2 separate regions of the Gossypium arboreum genome follow, and region 1 is linked to region 2. A link is a contact called in public Hi-C data. All regions are on one chromosome and are shown on one strand. The core of a region is the stretch at or near the end of the contact, and the rest is flanking DNA. Distances in the headings are between cores, read along the strand shown.

Region 1 (5,580 bases), core at 2,222-4,721, 600 kb before region 2:
AATAGTATCATTGGAAAAAAAATGTAAATTAATTGCTATAAAAAGTAAAATTTTGTCACCTATTCACCAGTAGAATACATATGTTTAGTGACTAACTGATGCCAAGAATGAAATCCGGTAAAGTGCCCAAGACTGCAGCAATATGAGGCATCCACCTATGTCTACGGCATCAGACAAAGCTCACGATACAATATAGCCAAAACTGTGGAACCCTAACTATATGAGCGAACATTCTGCAAATCAGTTAATAGGGGTAAATATATCAAATTAACCCTGTTATTGTTCGCATCCGACATCAATACACCCCTTATAACATGCATAATGTACGCTCAAGTTGCACATATCACCTCTTGCTTAGTGGCATTAATTGATAAATGTTCAAAATTGGCTTTCATCCATGAAAATCTCAAACCCGTAAATTTGGACTCTGCATCATTGGGCGAGACTCCTAGTAGGCTATAACAAAAGGCGGCCGGCTAAGATATCGTACTTACGCCCGTTATGGCACTCCTATTGATTGGGAGCCTAAGTTGCAGTGTAACATCCTCTAGAGTGACAATGCATTCCCCACACGAAAAATAAAAAGTGTGGGTTTCCAGGCCCCAATGCTTGACTAATGCAGATAGTAAATCGTACTGCAAATCAAACGTCCGGATCAATGTTGCTGACCCGAATCTGGCTAACTCCAAGTATGGCATCAGTCGTTCATCCGAGGGATATCCTAAACCATTCACCCGACCCCTCAATGCGCGGTACGGGCCCTAACACTATTAAATTACAGAAAATAGTTATTACAACATAACTTATTTCTGTAAATGACGTGGAACTTTTTTTAGGGAACCTGTGAATAAAAAATAACAATATATTACCATATTATTAACAGTGTTTGATATGTGATCATCGTTCTTAATCAATGAACCCATTTCAATACTTGCAATTTCAAAAAAAAATTTGATCATTAATTTCTAAGTTTGATGCATTTTAAATATTTATCAAAATACCTAAATATTGCTTTTAATTACAAAAATACCAAACAGCTTTTGTCCACATCATATTTTTTGCTATACTACATTAATAAAATAAATATATCTTATAAATTCCAACTCAAATTCCAACTCAATGGTCCCATTCACAAATTCCATCTCAATGGTCTAAACTTTTACCTACATAAAAACAAAAATATATATTAAAATAATAAAATAACACGCCAATCAAAAAATATAATGAAATATAACATAAATTATCTCAACATAATAAATATGAATATTGTTGTTATTATTTTAAAATGATAATAAGTAGAATATATTGGTTTAAAAGATAATAACATGCCAACTTAATTGTTGTCAAAAATATAAATTTTTTATTCAAGGATTCAAAAGAAATTTCAAAATTTAAAACACATAAACTCTTATTCCCAATTATAAAATCTAAAAAGTTAGAACACGTAAACTCTTATTCTTAATTTATTTCATAAATTCCAACTCAATGGTTTCGTTCACAAATTCCAAATAAATTACATAAAAAATAAATCTAATAAACCTAAAACACACATGACAAATAACTTACATAAAAATAAATTTAATAAACCTAAAACACACAAGACAAATAAATTACATAAAAAATAAAACATTCTTTCCACATAACATAAATAGGCTTTTTACTTGAAACAAACATTAAAACAAGCTTATGAATGAAAATATAAAATAAATACCAACATACCTTAATAGTTCTTTTAACCAAATAATACCTTACAACAATAAAATTAAAAATTAATTTCAAAATAAATAAAAAAAGAAAAACATTTATTTATAACAAAAAATTAGTAAATAGAAAAATACCTTTTATGATTCTTTTCAACACCAAATCCTTCTAACTGCAAATACAACCTCTTGATTAATTTTTTTTCAAACCCTAAACCTAACCCTAATTTTTTCTCAAATCCCAAACACAACTTCTTCTCTTTCCCTTTCTCCTTTCCTTTTCTATTTTTTCCCTTCCCTTCTCTTCTCTTTATTCAACTTCTATTTTCTTCTCTTTTTTCCCTTTCTTCCCTTCCCGCTCTCTTTTTCTTCTTCTTCTAAATTTCTTTTTCCTTTCATCCGGCCAAAATGGGGACATTGGGGACCTTATAATGGCCCCCAAAACACATTTCACGGGCATAATCCTGTCCCATCACTGCCACTGTTGCAGGGGTCAAAGGTGTGCTTATGAGGTTGGCTTCACCACCCTTGTGTTGCCTATTAGTTTGGCATGACCAGGGGGTGTGCCGCCTACCTATTAGGCATCACTAGTGGTCCTGTCACCTTAATGTCAGCAGGTCGACAGAGGGTTGGGTTTTGGTCGTATGTAAATGACTCGTATTTCTTTAGTGTTGCCTATTTAGATGGTATTTTCAATTTTTTAATATATATATTTTAGTCTACTCTTTTAAATTTTAGAGTAGTGCCGCTTATGCACCAACTTCCACTTACATTAATGTACCATTTCGGTACATAATCTACCAAACATACTATTTAGGTTTTTTTTTTTCACAATATTCAGATAAAAAAGCCTAGATGTGAGAAAGGCAACAGAAAAATTTAAAAATTATTTTAAATTAATAAAAGTTATTTAAAAAATTAATAAAAATATTACAAATATAATATTCTTGGTAAAATGGAAATGGGTTCTTTCACATTTGTTTTTGATCAACAAGAATTTTCTTATAATAACAGCTTCGATTCCTTTGAGGAAATGGAAAATGGGTTCAATGGGAACAACAAGAAAATGGGTAGAAAAGTTAGTGATGAATCTTTGGCCAATGAAGAAAACAACGGGTTTAAAGACTTATTTAGACGAGGGAGCAAAGCAAGAAGAACAACATCATCTATGGCTGACTGGCTTTGAATTTTGTTTGAAGCTGAAGCAAAAATTGAAGAAATTACTGGTTTGAAACGGAAGAAGAGTTGGGTAATTCCAGAAAGAAGCGAGCTCGTAAATCAGGCTCCGTCGCCGGTAGTTCTTCGACGCTTTCAGCTAGTTCCGACAATGCCGGTGGTGGTTCAAACGCGCGTTTCGAATATGTAAACACACATTCGATATGATTTGCGAGGAGCTTGAACCGGCGGGGAATTTAATGGTAGAACCGAATTGGAGATCCATTTTTAGAGCTTGGGAGACAGTTGATTCATGGCGAGGAAGCCAAGGATGGTGGTTAGCCTTAGCCACATCGGGATGATGTTTAAAAGGTATTTAACGAACTTGTTGGATAGTGGCACGGTGCATAGTGCAGAGCATTTACTGCTTTGTTCAAGATACTGGTGAAAGATAACCATTTAGTTTCATCACACACATATATTTTTATGAAAGAAATAAAAACTATTAATAATGTTAAATATATTTTATTAATTTTAATTTTAAATATATTTTATTAATTTTTGAAGTTTTTTCATTTTCAGTAAAGGGGTTTTTTGTGTTTTGACGGGTAAGCTTTTTCTTTTGAAAGATTTACCCAATGGGCTTGGTTCAAAACTTCAATTTCTAACCTAAGAAAAAAACCCAAGAAGCTGAAATAGTGTGCTGCCCCTTTGCTACCACTTCGCCTCCGCTACTCTGCCATCCAACTGGTACATGAAGCAACCTTTTTTCCAGTGCTCAACCATTGTTAGCTAAAGCTGCTAAAGGTCAGTTTGGTTTTAGTAATTTTCTCTTGTACTTTGAGTAAGTTAGACATTGTTGAATGGATGGAAATTGTGGGTGTGTTCAAAATATATCTCTTGTATTTCATGATCCTTTTTTGGGCTTTTCTTTTATTTGATTCGGTCCCCATCTATAATTTTCTTATTAATTTGCTGTACAAATTGCACAATCATAAACCAATATCAGTGTATTCAATCATTTAAGGATCTATGTGGTTCAGTATTGTCTGAGCTTACTAAACTTTGCCTTTTTAATTTCAACTTTTGCTTGGATTATATGTTGTTAGAGCAAGCTGGCTTTCCTGAATGATTTATAGGAGTTTATAAAATTTGTTTGATAATTACTTCATACCAAGAGAAGAAAAGGAAAAAAAAAAAAAAACCTAGAAAAAGATCCGCAATTGATGAATTAGACGATCGATCCAATCGTATCACATTAGGAGACAGGTACAACCCTTTATATCTATTGTGAAAGCCCTCGAATTTCCCCCAGTCATTTCGCTTTGATCGATTTATGGTTTTTATGTTCTTAAGTAGCTCGGGAATTTGATTTCTTTGTACTACTTAATATTTGATGAAAATCATGTTATTTGATTTCTCTTCAAGGTGTCTTTGATTACGGATATTAGATATGTTTAACATTGCAACGACCTTCTGCAAAAGGATAAGCGTGAAGGAGCTAGTTACCAGCGCTCCTGTGTTTGGCACAATCACGGGTATGCTTCGTTGAAATGAGCTGTTTTGATTGCTTTTAATATTTATTAAATTCTTTGAGCTAATTTCATGGAACTTATCCTCATTTATTTGTGGCTTAGATGGATCTTCTTCTGGCTTAAGTTTGATGCTTAGGCGGTGGGCTAGTAAAAAAACTGCTGGATCAACTAAGAATGGAAGAGATTCAAAACCCAAGAATCTTGGGGTGAAGAAGTTTGGTGGCGAGGTCAGTGGATGATCCAAATTCAAATGCGTCCATTTAGTAATAATAGATATGATATGAAGATTTTGCATTGTTGTGGCAGAGGGTGATTCCTGGAAACATTATAGTTCGTCAACGAGGAACACGTTTCCATCCTGGAAACTATGTAGGGATTGGGAAAGATCATACTCTCTATGCCCTAAAGGAAGGTTGTGTGAAATTTGAGACGCGTAAGCTTAGTGGGCGCAAATGGGTACATGTTGAACCCAAGGAAGGACATGTCCTTCACCCCCTTTATGCTACTGCTGATGCAGGAGAGCTAAAGACAGCCACGTAAGGTTTGTGACATTATTGTTTGTTTAGGCAACCAAGTTTGCATCTCATAGTTAGCTAAACTTTTTGAATGATATTGGATATTCAACTATCAATTGTATCAGAGAGGATCTTGGGAGAGATACAAAATAAAAGAAACATGAGGTTTGGCTCCCCATGTTCCATTTACCGTATGGTTGTTTCTGTTCCGGTTTCCTTTTTTGATATTCATTTCTTTTGATTTTTCTTTACTGCATAGCATAGTTTTTAGACTCTAGCATACAAGTATTCCACAGCCATGAGCAAGATATTATGCTATAAAATGATGCAAGCTTTTTACAAGACCTCTAAGATAAGTTTCTAGTAAAAAATGGTGGAATCTCTCGGGTACTTTACCAACAGTCTGATGTGATTCATTTTTCTTATGAGTTTTGTTCTCGAATGGCTTTGACTAGGAAGTAGTCTTTTCTAGTTGATTGGCTGAGCTTGACGCAGCTAACATGAAGCAGCTTTATAGGGCTTTTAGTGAACTGTAGTTATTGAAATGCAAGCGGTTTATGTTTTGAGATTTTACTGGGATGCCAAATGTTTGAATCCAATTTCTCAAATGGAAGAATACAGTTAATGTGTTTCTTTGATTGCTACTAACAAAATGTAAACTTAATAAATCTGCAA
Region 2 (5,421 bases), core at 2,310-4,809:
TCCACCTAATTAAATAATTTTTTAGCATACAATTATATTTTAAATCTACGTAATAATTGTAAAATCTAATATAAAATTTACCTCGTTATCAGTAGGAATGTATATGGGTGGTTCACTCAAGGACATAAAAATGGAAAGCGAAATCGTCCCCATGATTGCAGTAGTGCTAGGCATCTTTCGATTTTGGCTTTATTTCGGTCACGACGCCCTGCACATCTCCTGGTATAATGTTGCTAACACAGCAGACCTCCAACTTAATTCACTTGCTGCTCTAAAATCAACAAGTTTCAGTAGCCATCTCAGATGTATGCAGTTTCGTGACAAGTCCGGCATCAGATAACCTTCAATCATCTCAAAAACGTATGCTCGAGCATATCGTATTCTTTCTAGTTCAGTCGAATCATTATTCGGCTCTGGGAATGTGTCTAGTAACCAGCCTATCTCGATTGGACCTCCGTTAATATTATCCGGAATAGCACCCAAAAGCTCGTAGCATACGGCTCCCCAATCAGCAGATTGAGCAGACCTGGTGACTGCGTACACATCCACCGGCAATCTCAATTGCAATTGCACGTCTTCTAAAGTGATAGTACACTCTTCGCATGGAAGATGTAAAGTGTGCATCTCGAGTCTCCACCTCTCTATCAACGCACTATTAGTTTTGGGTCCAACTTGCACCCCTGGCCTATCGGGGCCACGTGCCAAAAACCCGCTTCCCGCAGGTAATTCTTTATCAACGGCGATGGAGGACCAGACATATTACGGATATAGCATTGCAACACCCGATCTACAGACTGTTATAAAAATTATAAAACAAAAATTAATTAAAATTGCATAAATGAAAAAAAATTAAATAGTATTCAAAAATTAATTAAACTTATCACTTACCATTATCATTTGATCGAGAGAGATGTGTTTGTTATCTAGACGAATTAATTCTCTGGCCATTACTAACACGATAAAATATTTTTGTAATTTAAAAAAAAAACTAATTTAAAAAAAATTTAAACAGAGCTTTTTTGCAAAATTAAAGAAAGCTTTGACAAAAATTGAGAGAAATTTGAGAGAATTTGGGGAGAACTTAGAGAGAATTGTGAGAGGACTATTGTGTGAAAAAATGAAAGGGGGAGGCCTTTTATAGTTTCCTTTTTTTGACCGTTGGAGTTCAAACGGTCAAGGGCGCGCTTTGTGCTGACATGGACAAAACGCTCCCCCATGGACGCTTTTTGCTGACACATCCCCTGACTTCGCGCTGACATGGACGCGCTTTCGAGGAAAATGGCCCTTTCCAGTAAATAATCAAAATATCGGCCCAATTCAATAAATAATGTTATAAAAAGACTTTATTTTTAATAAATTATCCTATATTTTTGGACACAAATTTGCTCCCATCAATATATCATATCAAGATTCCTCAATTTAATTTAATTTTATGTCCCACTCTTTCCTTTTTCTGAAAAAAATCGTTTCCCCATATTATAATTAGACATAAGTAGCACGAAATAATATTTTTACAAAATAATTCATAAAAACTTAATCATTAAATAATACTCTTACATAAGTATTTCTTTTGTTGTAAAATATTATTAATTAGACGCTCAAAACGATAGTTTCATTAAAATAATTAATGTTATTTTATTATCTGACATAATTATAATAATATATGACATAAACATAAAATAAAAATAACGTGTTTGCAACTTTTTGTAAAATGTATTATACAGTGATTAGATTTGCATTAAAGTTAATTACATTTAAATTATTAAATAAAGTATGTATTTCAATAAATTCTTAATTGATGGTCTTTAATAGAGCTTATAATGGCAAATAGATTTGGGTCTCGTTATTATGAGGCTTTGATACAAAGTGTTGCGAAGAAGTGAAAATGCATAGATATTTCTATGTTTATATAATTTAACTAAAATATAAGTTGTTCATTGTTAAAAAATTAATAAGTTGATTAAAATTTTGAAAATATATTTGTTGCATATGATTTTCCATAACGATGAGCGCCTGAGTTTGATAATCTTAAATGTATATTGCCCTAGATGGCGAAATTTGGGAGTAAAGTTAAAATGAAAATGGAAGAGTAAAGTTGAAGAAAGCGAAGTGTACAAGGTTCCAAAATTGTTGGGTTGCCTGATAAAGAGGTAATCTACAAGAAACAGACAAACAGACGAGTTGGACATCAACGGTTCTGTCTGTATGCGGCACACATCCACCACCCTATTTATTACGTTACAACTTCATTCTTTTTCCATCTTTAATTTTTCATATCATACATTTTCGCACCCAAATATTTTCTCCTTACGCTTTTTCTTGGCATAATAAAATTGTTATTATAGTTTATTTTTTAGTTTTTAATTTTTTTAAAATTACCTCAAAATGGAAAAAAAAATTGTAAATGTATCATACACGTGAATTATTACTTGAATGACATATCAATATTTAATTAACTTTTAAAATTTTAAAATTCAAAACAAATTATAAAAATTATTTTTAAAATTTAAAATCATTAAAATTATTAAAAATTATAAAAATATTTTATATATATTTTTAAATCTTAAAAAATAATCAAATGCTAATATACAATCCACGTATACGTAACATCAACAAAATTAAAAACATTAATTTTTCTATCAATTTTAAGATAATTTAACAAAAATTAAATTAAGAACCATGATTTGTCATTTCATATTAGATCCCTTAATCAATTTTTTAAGATTTGATTTAGATTATTTCAAATTTAAATTATTAACTTAAAAATATTATTTTTAGAATTGATTTAAACTTGGAGTGTATAAAGTTATAAAATTTCTGTTTATCGGGAAGTTTAAGTATCAAAATTATTTGCATTTCTTTAATTTATTAATGATTATTATTCTTTTAGAAAAAATTGTTTTTTTATTTTTCACCCATATAATAAGCTTATTATGCTATGCACATAGGGAAAAATTATAAAAACATCATAGGATTAAAATTTTGAAGTGTTTATTTATGAAATAATATTTGGACGTAGATTTTAAACTCCATAAATTAGATTAGAGGTTAATAAATATTTTATAAATGTATGGTAATTTTTAAGATTGTTTGTATAATAAAAAATATTACTAATGTAATAGATATTAATATTTTATTTATATATCTTCAAATTATTCCATACATCCTCTTAAGAGGCCAAAATATTTACAAACGAGTTGAAAGTGTTACAAAAATATTATAAAATGTAATATAAAAATAAATATATAAATAAATGCACCACTAATTATGTGTATGCTTAATTTAATTAATAAATTTATAAAAAATATACAAAAGAATTATCACTTTAAGATTTTAAAAATGAAGGAAAAATTTCAACAAGAAAATGTACAAGTGTTGGGACACGTGTAATACAAAGGATGGGCGTGATGGGCGGTAGCTAGTTCCACCCTATATCTCCCGTCGTTTATTAATAAAAACTCCAGTTATCACCAATCATCACAGATTCATAACCAAGCAAGCCAACTAATTATAATTGGATTTTGTGGGTCTATTTGTAAAATTTTAACAAAACAAAGGGTGTTTCGGTAACTTCACTCTCCCCATCCTTTAATTGCACCTTATAAGTACTACACTGGTACTGAAAGCTGTTACAGTTCAAAAGGCAAAAACCTTTTTTTTTTTTTTTCAAAGTAAGTACATTTTATATTTTGGCTCTTTCTGGTTTTGTTCCTTAGAGTTAAAAATAGTGTACGGATAATGAAAAATCTCGGAGTTTTCTTATCAAAGAAGTTGATTCATTTGCCAAAAAATAGTTAAATTTGAAATCATTTTATTATCTTTTTACGTTATTATACGGAGTTGATAGTTACCAGTTCATAAGGGCAACCCTTCTTAACCATACACTTCCCTCATTTTTTTTAACAATTTATTATTTTAAATTTTGATTTTGGTTGATCTTATGTGGATACAGTTGTTTCCTAAATGGAGAAATCCAGTAATTCAACAACTTTAGGTCGAACAAAATCGGATCAGCTGTTGGAGACGCTGGCGGCGGTTTTCAAATCGCCTACGTCGCAGAGTGATCTAGCGCCGGGAACGTCGGATAGCGGTGGAACTTTGTCACGGAAATCGAGCAGGCGGTTTGTAGTGGGGGCATCGCCGGCGCGGAGCAGTGGCGGCGGTAGTAGAAATGCACACATTAGGAAGGCGAGGAGCGCTCAGATGAAGTTGGACTTGGAAGAACTGAGCAGTGGGGCGGCGCTCAGCCGTGCTTCTAGCGCTAGCTTGGGCTTTTCTTTCTCTTTCACTGGCTTCACCGTTCCGCCGGATGAGATTGCCGATTCAAAACTCTTCAGCGATGACGATATACGTAAGTTCTTTTATTATCTCTACCTTTACATGCAAAATGTTAATTAACTAATTTAATTTAATTTCCTTCTTTTATTAAACTGTAGACAATATACATGCAATAATGCTTAATTTCATTTCATGAAGCAAATTGTATTTATATTTATATATATATATATATATATATTAGAAGTTTTGTTAATTTAAAATGTATTATTTATTTTTGGCCACAAAAGCATAAAAATAACATTAAAAAAATAGAAGTATTACTGGCCACAAAAGTTCGATGGATAAAGAGTTATGATTGGTTTTTATTTCCTGAAAATAGTCAGGCCAAATAAAGGTCACCACTCACCACCTTTTTATGCAATTAGTCACTTCAAATTCTGGTGAGGGTTGTGAAAAGAGTTAAAAATACTAATTCCTTTAATTATTTTTTGAAATTATAACTAAATTATTAGCATAAATGTATGATGATAGCCAAACTTATAAATTGTCTCTTGAAAATACAAAGAGAAGAAATTGAACTGTCCAAATCCTACTTTGCCCTTGTGATTATTAGGATAAATTTAGATATTAATCATTAAATCACCCACCAAATCATGTTATCACTTAAATTATATTTTAGTTTTTATCAAGTTAATGTCAAATATCAATGGAGTCTTAATTGAGTTGTAAAAATATCATCTATCTATCTGTGTCACCTATTAATTGAGTCTTAACTTAATTATAAAATTATCAAAAAATTTTATATTTACAAAGTAATAAATACTATTTTATAGGTTAATAATATCTTTTCATAAAATATTTGCATATGATAAGATTTGAGAAAAAGAATTATAATTTTTAATATTAATTTTATTATTTTAATCAAAGTTATATTTAATTATTATATTAATTTTTAATTTTGTTGTATATAGTTTTCATCTAAACTATGAGTCATAATATTTGTTAAAATAGATAATAACCTTTGATTGCAGCTGAAGATATTGAAGCTGGAATCTGCAGGCCAAAATTTCAAGCAGAGCCTACATTGCCAATTTATTTGAAGGTAACATTTTTTTTAACATATGCAGGGTTTACTAGTATCCC

The links. Hi-C and Micro-C count contacts between places; a contact is called where the count stands out from the background.
Region 1: a contact with region 2 is called in a Hi-C map of leaf, with 2.5 times the contacts expected there. The contact joins the promoter of LOC108483446 here to the promoter of LOC108483252 in region 2. A contact is called at or near these places in 2 of 5 Hi-C or Micro-C datasets (both in leaf).

Annotation. Positions count from the first base shown.
Region 1 is chr1:75,908,314-75,913,893 of ASM2569848v2, reverse strand. It overlaps LOC108483446, which reads left to right and starts at 3,471. Exons shown (of 4, transcript XM_017786849.2): 1 at 3,471-3,662; 2 at 4,284-4,393; 3 at 4,493-4,617; 4 at 4,697-5,099. The coding sequence starts at 4,309. The coding sequence ends at 4,930. LOC108483445 (probable LRR receptor-like serine/threonine-protein kinase At2g16250) reads right to left here. Exons shown (of 6, transcript XM_053029055.1): 6 at 5,474-5,580.
Region 2 is chr1:75,313,179-75,318,599 of ASM2569848v2, reverse strand. It overlaps LOC108483252 (ABC transporter G family member 22-like), which reads left to right and starts at 3,559. Exons shown (of 11, transcript XM_017786541.2): 1 at 3,559-3,671; 2 at 3,953-4,351; 3 at 5,310-5,380. The coding sequence starts at 3,964. It overlaps LOC108481281 (serine/threonine-protein phosphatase 7 long form homolog), which reads right to left and starts at 1,217. Exons shown (of 2, transcript XM_017784438.1): 1 at 1,157-1,217; 2 at 199-728. The coding sequence starts at 1,217. The coding sequence ends at 199.